Linked DNA regions of Zea mays: region 2 is linked to region 1. Evidence: chromatin contacts called from public Hi-C data. All regions are on one chromosome and are shown on one strand. The core of a region is the stretch at or near the end of the contact, and the rest is flanking DNA. Distances in the headings are between cores, read along the strand shown.

Evidence for each region. Hi-C and Micro-C count contacts between places; a contact is called where the count stands out from the background.
Region 2: a Hi-C map of leaf shows a contact between it and region 1, with 10 times the contacts expected there. The contact joins two enhancer-like sites. A contact is called at or near these places in 2 of 25 Hi-C or Micro-C datasets (ear and leaf).

What each region holds. Positions count from the first base shown.
Region 1 is chr3:72,813,321-72,818,860 of Zm-B73-REFERENCE-NAM-5.0, reverse strand. No RefSeq gene overlaps it. Among protein-coding and RNA genes, the nearest start is that of LOC103650202, 110 kb to the right of the region's middle. Within about 2 kb of position 4,205, at least 15 of the 20 cell types and tissues checked have an H3K27ac peak or open chromatin away from gene starts, as enhancers often do. A contact at or near this core is called in leaf, where this site is marked.
Region 2 is chr3:73,540,430-73,545,518 of Zm-B73-REFERENCE-NAM-5.0, reverse strand. No RefSeq gene overlaps it. Among protein-coding and RNA genes, the nearest start is that of LOC103650206, 9.2 kb to the left of the region's middle. Within about 2 kb of position 2,923, at least 2 of the 20 cell types and tissues checked have an H3K27ac peak or open chromatin away from gene starts, as enhancers often do. A contact at or near this core is called in leaf, where this site is marked.

The DNA of each region.
Region 1 (5,540 bases), core at 2,956-5,455:
TTGCAGTTTTTGTTTCTCTTGCTCGAAGCATTCTGAATTTTTCTTTAAAATTTCTTGAGCCTAGAGAAGCTCCTCGATTAATCTGGCATTTTCAGTTTGAAGCTCTACGAGGGAACCCTCCGTTGCCTGAAGCAGGAAGTCTTTCTTTTCAAGAGAGGTTTCGTAATCTTTAATTTTGTTTTCCAAGCCCTCCATTATGATTTAATTCTTCTTGTCTTTGAGGTCTTGTTGCATTCTCAGTGCCTTACTTAGCAGCATACTCTGTAGAAATGAGCTGACATCAGAAAACCTTGCTTCATCACAAAAATAAAAGAAACATAGCGAAAGGAATTTTTACCTTGAAATTGGAGTAGAACAAACTGTCGTCGATATGTTGTCGTCGGTAGCCGCTGATATCAGCTTCAAGCTTTGGGAAACCGACACTCTTCGATAGAGTGTCGATTATCTTTGCCCTGGTGCGGTCTCGAATACATCCTAAGGCCCCTTCATCAATTCCACCAAAGAGCATAGCTCTTGGCTGGTAGCCACAGGATATACCATATTCCTGTAGCTCCTTCTTTTCAGTCTCGGATAATTCTTGACCGACCAGGTTCCGAAGGTCGAAGTCCTTTTCTTCCGAAGCAGCATCGACAATCTTCTTCCTTTTGTCAGGCATTGTGTCCATGACCTTCTCTGCAGCCGCAACCGTCTCTTCAGCAGCCATATCCGAGAGCATTTTATCAATCCTAGACAGTGTACTCTCAAGGTTGGCAGCTTCAGAAGCAGCTGCAGCTTCGGCAGAGGTATTAGCTTCGGTAATGGCCTCAGCGCTTGCAATGGGTGTTATTTTGGATGCTGAGGCTGACGGTGGTGTCCGTTCAATGGCTTGCATAACAGTAACGATTCTTCGTTTTTTCTGCCCGTCCGCCTTCTTCATTGTAGCCGAAGGCTCAGCCTTCTTCTGTAAAAGTTTCATCAGTTCTGGCCCAGAGGACTTAGCAGCTTGATGGGTAAAAATTCAGTCATTACCTTTAAAATTTCTGCTATTTTGGTAGCAGGAGGCGTTGAAGGAGTCTCCTCTGCTGCCTCGGTTACCTTCAGCTCTGGACTCTCAGCCTTTCTCTTCTTCGAAGCAGCATCTTTTGGCTCAGGAGTGGATTTTCTTTTCTTTAAAGCTTTTTTATTCTCCTTTACCATTCTAGCAGCTTGCCTGCTAAGAATACTAACAATCCACTTTCTTTTCACGCCTTCGGCACCTTTATCAAGCCTTTCATAATCAGGATATTCAAATTTCAAGGCATCCATCACTCGGTTCAACCTTCGTTTGGGCCGGGTGCCGAAGGCTGCGGTCATCAGTTGGTCTTCCTTTTTTGTATAATTTCCAAGTATTTCATTGCACATTGTCTCGATCATGTCCATCCATTCTTTGCACGGCTTTTTGAATTGTTTTTCAAACTTGAAACGATAAGCTAGTCGAACAAATTCATGCTTCTTCTTCGTTTCTTTCATCTTCGGCATTCCCCAGCCACTTGACGTTGGATACGTCCGGTTGGCCAGATATTCCTGCACCAGATCCCTAGTACTGATTTGCTCAGCTACCACTCTGAACTCTACTTCGGCCAACTGAAATGGTGATCCCAATTGCATGTTGCATAGGGGCCTGGTCATTCCGAAGTTTAAAGACAGCGGGCTCATGACCATGGTCATTAGCTTCTCTCTGTTTTTCTCATCAGCCTTCATATAAAACCATTCATTTTTCCAACCGGTTGGCCACTTTGTGCGGTAGCTGAGGACTGTTGCCTTTGTATCCTTGCGATACACAAAATTGTAACAACCAAAATTTTCGTGAAGACCAACTGCCCTGGCCTTTGTCTGGTAGTGCAAATCATGCATGCGGCAGAAAGCTTCGGCATCTAGGTTCATCCCTTGGCTTCGAAGGGGCTAGATAAAGACGATGAGCCTAACGATAGCGTTAAGAGTCAGCTGATGAAGGTATATTTCGAAATTTTTTAGGACTTCCCTTATCATCTCATTCAGCGGAAATCGCAGCCCCGCTCTGAAAAAGCTCTTGAAAACCACAACTTCATCCTTCTTCGGCACTGGGGTAGTTTCTTCTCTAGCAAATTGAACAAGTTTGCTTTCAGCTTCTCCAAAATAGCCCAGTTTCATCATCATGGGCATGTCGTCTTCGGACACAGTAGATTTCTCAAAATCTAGATGGCTGGGCTTTGTTGGGATCAAAATATTGTAATCTTCTTCACCTTTATCAACATTTTCTTCTTCAACAACAGTCTGTTCAGCTTCGGCATCAGGAGCACCTTCGTCAATAGCTCCCTCTATCACAAATAGACCTAATCGTTCCATGACTTCTGAAATCGGTGTTGTCTCAGTGACCTCAGTTTCTTCTCCCTCATGAGACACCCATGCAGTCGATCGCACTCTGGCCATTTTGATGGATTTTCTACAGTTTGACGAAGCTACCCGTTTGACGAAGTTATCCTTAAACAATGAAAGCGTTCGCTTCAAGGCGTAACACACAAAGCTTTGGCTATGGTTAAATTTTTTAACAGCACAACAGTGCAATGGCAATGAATGTTCTGGTAACTCTTCACCAACCCGTCTGTTTATATAGTGCTGTAGGTGGGAAGGCGAACCGACAGATCGCCTGCACTGGATGAACGGTGGACCACTCGGCGCTTGGAATATTATAATCGTTTCTCAGCAACGAGCTCAGGGAAGGTGTTTTTCGGACCTTCGGCATTCCGAAGCCTTCGAGTTTTTCGCGGATCGAGCTCGTTACGAAAAACGATCTAGCACCGCGAAGGGGCTACTATTTGGGGCCTTCTTCTCCGCCGAAGGTCCTCTAAGCAAAAACACCTTCGGAAAGATAACATGCAAGCAGGCGCGACATAAAGATGTATGCCGAAGTTGTAACTAAAAGAGCTTCGGCATGATGACACGCTTGAGACGAAGGGTGGCACCAACTTAAAGAGGAAAAGACTACATAGTCCCTGATAGTTTGAGTCATAGTCATGATTAGTTTTTAGGGACATGAATGTAATTTTGTCCGGGCTGTGTCTCGTGCCTATAAATAGATGAACAGTACCATCGTACTGTTCACGCTGACTTGTAATCACTCGCACGTCACTCCTGGATTCTTACCTTCTGTCAAGCCGAATGTACAAATGTAATTCAATATCATTAATGTTTGTTCATGATCACATAATGAAAATATAAATAATCTAATGATTTGATATGATCATTCATGTTCTTTATATGTCCCATATGTTCCTGCTTTTTATTACTACATATTGAAGATTATAAAGGTTTGTCCTTCATAACCTTCGTCTGAAGATCATTATATCCTAATCGAGATAATGTTTCGAAGGACGAAGGTCTTTAACGATTAACATTTGTGTTAACTTGTTCTTAACTCATACCATTTGAGAACAAGTGACCAACACTCAACTTGATAAATATGATGTCACTCTTGTAATGATACTCTGTTCTGGAAATGAAGTTTTATTATGATGTTAACCCGATGGTTAAACAAGAACATTTTGTGTTAAATGGAACATGTAGTGACCACCCAGATAACACTGCAACTACAAGTGCTATAATGACTCTGGCTTTGTTAATTAGCTCTATAGACTTAGTGCTTAGCAACCCTACCTGAAAGATGGGTGTAACACTAAAAATCCTATTTTGAATTTATTCTTCGAAGATCTAAATAATAGGTGGTTCCTAATAAAAAAATGAGGAGATCCTTGTGTAAGTTCAGTATGAAATAACGCCCTTATAAATGTCCTTAAAAAATTCAAATTAAATTCTATTATAACAAAGATTTTTCCGTACAAATTATTTTTACTAAAAATATATAACGATTATTAAATTCTAAAGTAAAATTTTAATTCGACTTCACATGAACAAGATGTGTATGCGTTGCATATTTTAGAAAAAAATAAGTTTCCAAATGAATAAAATAGTTAATATAAATAAAACTGAATTGCTGGGATTTATGTATGAGCATTTGTAATAGGATTTGAACTTGGTTTAAATCTAGTTTGGAATTGGAATTAGAGAAATTGAAACAGAAAAAAAAGGGTGAATCCTGCCCCTAACGTGAGCAAGCTACCGCTCGGCCCACCTGCTCAATGCTAGTGCAGCCCACGCACGTCTCTTTTTTTTTGTTGTTTTTTCTATATTTTATGATTTCTGGCTGGAGCTGCGTCATGCTGATGTGAGGGCTGCCGTCATGTCATGTGGCCACCAAATATCCTGCTTCCATGGTCGCTGCTCAGGGGCCCTTTTGACAGCTCGTCTTCTACCCCAAAGTCCTTGGTGGTTGAGCGAATAAATTTCTGTTCTAAACTTCCGCCTCGGTTACCGAATTTCTAGTCTAATTCATTGTAGTCAGTTCATAGGATATAAGAACCGGCCATCTCGGTCCTCTTAAACCCTAACCCATAAGCGCCTGTCTGGGTAGCTCTGGCGTCACAAACAGCCGCCATCTACTCAAGCCGCTAAAGCCGCATACAGAGAGAGTTCGCCGCCGAGCATTGAGAAAGAGAGTTGGTACCGTGCTGGGCACCATCATCACCGAAGTGATCTACGACATCTAACGCGGCGAGGACTCGCTAGGTCGTATCATGGTCTTTTCCACTTGATAGGTTTGGCGCTTTGTATCTAATAGATAACCACCAACACATACCTTTTTACATGTAAGATATACAACACAAATTTAACAGTAGATACAATCATGTTAAGTTAGTAATGGCTAGGTCATTCATTTGTAAACAAATCTTTCCCACCATCATGTCACTTATTTTTGTGCAACCCTACTAATTTATTAAAAATATGATATCTTTTAGATCAAATAATTTATTTTAATCTGTTTAAGTTGTGTTAGGTTCATATTAATTTTTGCGTACATAATAATAACATTGTTTTAATTATGCCACATATTTTAATTAATTAGTTAATTAATTATTTCACTAATGTTAATTAGCTAGATAATATGTTAATCTAATTTATAGTTCTAACCTACGAATTTTGTAAATAATTGTTAATGATTAATATCAACTCAAATACTTTAAGTTAATACATGCTTAGTTTAAATACAATATCTGTTAGATCGCATCTATTAAATTTATTGCGCCTAAAATACCGTTGTATCCATAAATTCTTCGTTTTAACTCCGATTTAGTCCGTTCAAGTTGCGTTAGTCTCGTATTAAATTTATCTATGCAATAACAACATTATTTACAACATATTACTTACTTTTATATTGTTTATCCTATGATTATTGATTCATCTTGCTAATCAAAGTTAAATGTCCATGATTATAACCTGACTAAAAATACAACCAATAATCAAGTTATATCACTGATTAAAGTTTAATTAACTCTCACATTATTTGTATTAATTAAAATTAAATTTATCTTTTATTTTTTAATCACCTAAATTTTTGGAAAATTATATCCTTTTAAATCGTAACTCCGAATTTAGTGATTCTCGAGCCCACAATCTCATAGCAACGCATAGATTATTATTCTGCAACT
Region 2 (5,089 bases), core at 1,674-4,173, 730 kb before region 1:
AGTTTACCCTGCTTACTTGTACACTAGCATCAATGATTCTACCTGAGTCACTAACAGGCAAATTCCCAATGAAGACCTATTAAGCCGACTTGACATGACACTGAGGGGCAGGGTTTCGAATGCTGGTGCTCCCTTATCTTACTCTGCATGGAATTTGCCTCCGCATAGTCCCTTCTCTGACTTTGTCTCCAATCCTCCTGCTCAAGATGGTAGCTCGGGCCATAGAGTGCGGCCCTCCGCAGAGGACATTGAGGCCTTGATTGCTCCCCTTCGGAATCTTCCCGAGGTTGAGAAACAAACTCATTTCGAGATGCCATCCAGTACCGATGATGCTGAAATGGATGCCATTCTTAGCCTGCTGGTCGGAGAATCTTTTGACTTAGCCCGCACTAAGCCGATGACAATTGCGACTGGGCAAGAGTTTGGCGAAGATGAGGAAATCCAGAAACCTGAAGGTGCCCACCGGAAGCGTTCATGCCAAGTGAACCATCCAGCTGCACCTATCGAGGAGAAGAAGAAGAAAAGGCGACTCCGGCAGTTGTCATGCCTGGCGTGCACCATCCCCGAGGACAATGTTGGAGGTAGTGATGATGCTCAGGCTGCTGGCGGTGTGATTGATGAGGAAGAAGAGGAGGAAGAAGAAATTCCACTAATCCGCAAGAATAGTCGTCACCACAGGGGCAGCGACATTCCTGCGCAAGACTTGTGAGCACTTGTCATCCTTCAAGGGTTGTCAATATCCTATTTTGACTAAGCGCTGGAAGAGGTCATCCTTGAAGACATTCTATTAGAGCCTCGTGAAGCTGACATTCCCACCATCTATTCAGAGGTCCCAGATGATGGTCTTCTCCCGCATGATTCTGCCGGGCAAGAGACAACCTGGTTGGTTTCTCGTGCCTCGTCGACCTTAGAGGGCGGTCTTCCTTGCGAGAACACTTATCTGAGTCACCCGACTCCTATGGACGTGGCTGAGGAATCTTCAGCCCTAGAGGTGGCTGCTGCGGTGGGCCCAGCCCACGAGGGTGTTGGGGCAGGGTCCCCTCTGCTGCTTCTATGGACGTCCACGTTGGATCGCCCCCAGTCCGATCCGAGGAGGATGCGGTGACACATCTTTCTACGGCTCTCGTTGGTCTGGTCACTTTAGAAGCCAGTGAACCAGACGCTAGGAGCCTGCTGCCTGCTGATGGGGTCGAAGTTCCTCCGAGTCATGCATCAACTCTTCCTACTTTGGGTCTTCCCCTGTTCCTCTCCAATCTTCAGGTGAATCAACTTTCGCTTTTTTACTGTTCCTGCTGGCGAACTAGTTTTTTTACTTATCTTTCCATGGTCATAGGATGTTCTTGGTGGTGTATCTGCCCAACTGAGATCCTGCAGTGCTCGTATCCCCGATCAAGTTTTGTCTCTGATGCAGTGGAACCCTCTACTGCTCAAAAACAGATAGATGACCTAAAGGCATCAAATATTGGTTAGTGAGCCCACAGTTTCCTTATTCACTTTCATTACTTAGTTTATTCTAAGTCATGCGCTCTTCTTCTGCTGCTTTATCAGATTTGGCTCGGCGATGCTCTGATATTGAAGAGAAGTATTCTCAGAGCCAGGCCAACTTAATCCAAACTTCTGCTTTCCTGGATGGTGCTCGCTCTCTGAACTCCTCTCTGAATGCACATCTCGACTCCGAGAAGATGGCAAATGAGGTAAACTTCCTTGGCTGCTCCTGTTTTGCCCTCCTTGATTCAATGCTTAGTGTTGTTCTTGCTTGCAGGAAGAGAAACGAGCACTCGTTGCATCTCGTGTTAATCTAGATAGGCTTTATCGTGATGCTAGTAACTCCTTGACCATCCTGGAGAGGAGCCATCGCTTTACTATGTCTGACTTAGACCATCATCACAACGAGCTGCGGGCTTCTCAGGATGAAGTCTCTCGACTCGACAAGTTGTTGTCCACCAAGGATTCCACCATCTAGGAGCTGCGTGCTTCCAAGAAGCTTGTCACGCATGAGCTGGAGGCCGCCCGTCTCACTGTCAAGGCCTTGGAGGATGACTGTGTCGTCTTGAAGGCTCAGCGTGACAGGGCCATGGATAAGGCCATTTGCGCTGGGCGGATCCTGATGAGGAGACCCGGTGTCGTGGTGCCTGTTGATATCGTCGCTAATGTCATGGTCGCGCCTGACACCGCAAGCCGTCCATCTTCCTCTTGCTCCTGCAAAAGATGATGCCTGCAGGGATACTTCAGCGCAATGATTTTCCTGAAAAACACTTGTTTACCGAGTTAGCATCTTTTAGAGAAAAGGTGTAATGTGAGTTCTTGTATGAGCACAACAGTTATGTTTGTACCGATTGTTCCGTGGGTAGGGTGTTGAAAAACACCCCTGGCACTATAAGCGTAATATTTCTTTTTTCGAAGTATTCCCGATTTGAGTTGACTATTTTGCTATTAGGGTATAGTGATCACACTGAATCATGTGAGCGTGAGCATGTCGGACCGACTTAAGGCGTTTCCGACTTAAGTCGATTGCTCCGTTAGTAGGGTATAGTGATCAACCTAAGTCATGTTAGCATGAGCATGTCGCACCGACTTATGGCGTTTCTGACTTAAGCCGATTGCTCCGTTAGTAGGGCATGAGCTGTGGAGAGAGCTAACCTTGTCTTGAGCACAAGAACTACAAGACCACGCGAGGACACTGGCTGGATCTCGAAGACAGGGGGAGTACTCCACTGAACAAAGCCTTTAGGCACCGAGCAAATAGGCAAGGGGGTGGTGGTGGTCACTGAGCTCATCCACAACTCAGCGCAAGAATAAAAGGGATGCCAACACAGCATGAGCTCACTTATGTGGCTCCCAAGCACTAGCTCCACGCACCTTCACAGATACCTCCAAGACACTGCACTTGGTCTGGTTTCAGCACAAATATCTCTTTCTCCAGGAACTAGTCATGGAGGAGAGCAGATAAGGACTCCCACGGGATAGGCTCAAATGATCCCATACTTGATATTCTCTGCTTGGGGGTGAAGCCACTAATATCCCTGCTGTCCAACCTGCAGGCAGTGAACAAAACAAACTAGGATCCTGCTGCTCACAGCTCACAAAATAGTCCAAATTGGATGATTAAGTTGTCTCTAGATCTTTAGTGAGGCATTCTAACTTCATCCCTATCCAAGTACACAGGTGAGAGCAGTAGGGGTGATCTTCTTCAGAAATCTGTCCCGACACTGAAATAGATTGCAACAGCACTACTGCTCCACTCTACCCCTCCCTGTTTAGTCACTGTTATCTCACAAGTTCACATGGCAAGAGGCCTTACTTTCTTAACTAAAACATTCCCCAACTATAGCTCTATCATCTTTGTACAACACCCGAAGGCTGCAACTACACATAACACAAGTTATGGGCACCAAACTGGAGCCCAAAAGCACTGAAAAATACAGTTTCAGCTTAACTGAAACAGCCCAAAACAGTCTGTCAGAGGGAGTTTAGATGCATTCTACTCCACAATTTGCATGGCACTAGGTCCATCTTACTTTAGGAAACTTGTACCTCTTTATTTGTTCTCTAATTTCACTATATGATTCTCAGTCCAATTCTGAATGGTCACATTAGTGCCCCAAACTGGGTATCAAGCACTGAAATTTTGGTTTCAGCAAACTGAACTGAGTTCAGTCACAACCACTCTGACAGAGAAGATTGGGATATACTTTACTCCTAGGTTTATGTAGAACCAAGTCCAACCCTCTGTATGAAACTTGTTCTCTCTGCTATGGGCTCCAACGTTTCTATGGAAACTTTAGTCCAAAACGACTTGGATTGATCACAAATGAGCTCCAAATTGCGCACCATTTACTGAATTTTAGTTTTAGTTAACTGAACCAATTTCAGTCACCAGTAACCCAACAACCCATTTTCAGTCAATATTTTCTCCACTTTTTGTGTAAGATCATATCCATCACCCTTAAATAGATTTGTACACCAACTTTTGGTCTTAAATTCCTATATTGAGGCCCTAGTTCAAAACCTTATGGATTATGCACAAGGAAGCTCCAAAGTCCGTCACAATCACTGAAATTCAGACTTAGGCACTATTCCAGATCTGAAAATTCAGAGTTCAGCCAACACCACTTTGAACCACCTTTACTCCTATTAGCATATGGTTTTAGGGGCATCCCACCTAATAAAGTTTGTTCTCCTATAGTTATACTACAAGTTTGTCATAGTGACCACAATCTATAACTCTATGGACAGGGCAGTAGAGAGCTCCAAATTTGAGCAAAACACACTGAAATTCAGACTTGGACAATTACACCAAGTCTGAAATCCAAACCTGTCAGCCCCTCTTTGGACAAGTTTTACTCCTAATTCCATATGGCTTTAAGGTTAAGTAACTTAAGAAAGTTTGTACACCTAAGGTAGCCCTACAACTTTGCTACAGTGACCAGTACAAAATGTCTAGAAATTAAAAGTTATAACAGCCCAAAGTTAGCTAATTGACATTATTTTCAGCAAATCCCAATTTGCACCAAAACTGAATTTTAGCAGTTTACTCCAATTTTTCCTATAAAACTTGGACATCTCCACACATGGAAGTTGTTCAACTTTTCAAGATTTACCACTTTGGTATATGGACTTTCAGCAACTTCTCTCTAGATTTTGATTTTCACTTTTTGGGCTAGTTTAGGGTTTCAATTGAAATTTTGGACCTAGTAAAATGCATTTGCATTCTAGGTGTATCAAGCAAAATGATGCTGATGCATCGGATGACATGTCAAAGTTTCAGTTATTGTAACGCCAGTTGTGTTACATTGGCCTATACTAACATCAAGGTACTAAGAATCTTTACTTTGATGTAGCTTCAAGAAATTTTGTATTTTGACTAAACCATTTTTGTATTGATGATGAAGGTCTAATGCTAAGTAAAACCTTAAGGATACAACAAGAGAAGGAAGAAAATGAACTTACTACACTTCTAGATGAAGTTGCAGAAATTTGGAAATCCTTAGAGGAGAAAGAAGCAGAGATAACATCCTTAAAGGAAAAGGTAAACAAAGTTGAAAAGAAGAATGAAGCAGCAAAAGTGCATAATGCTGATATTACGAAG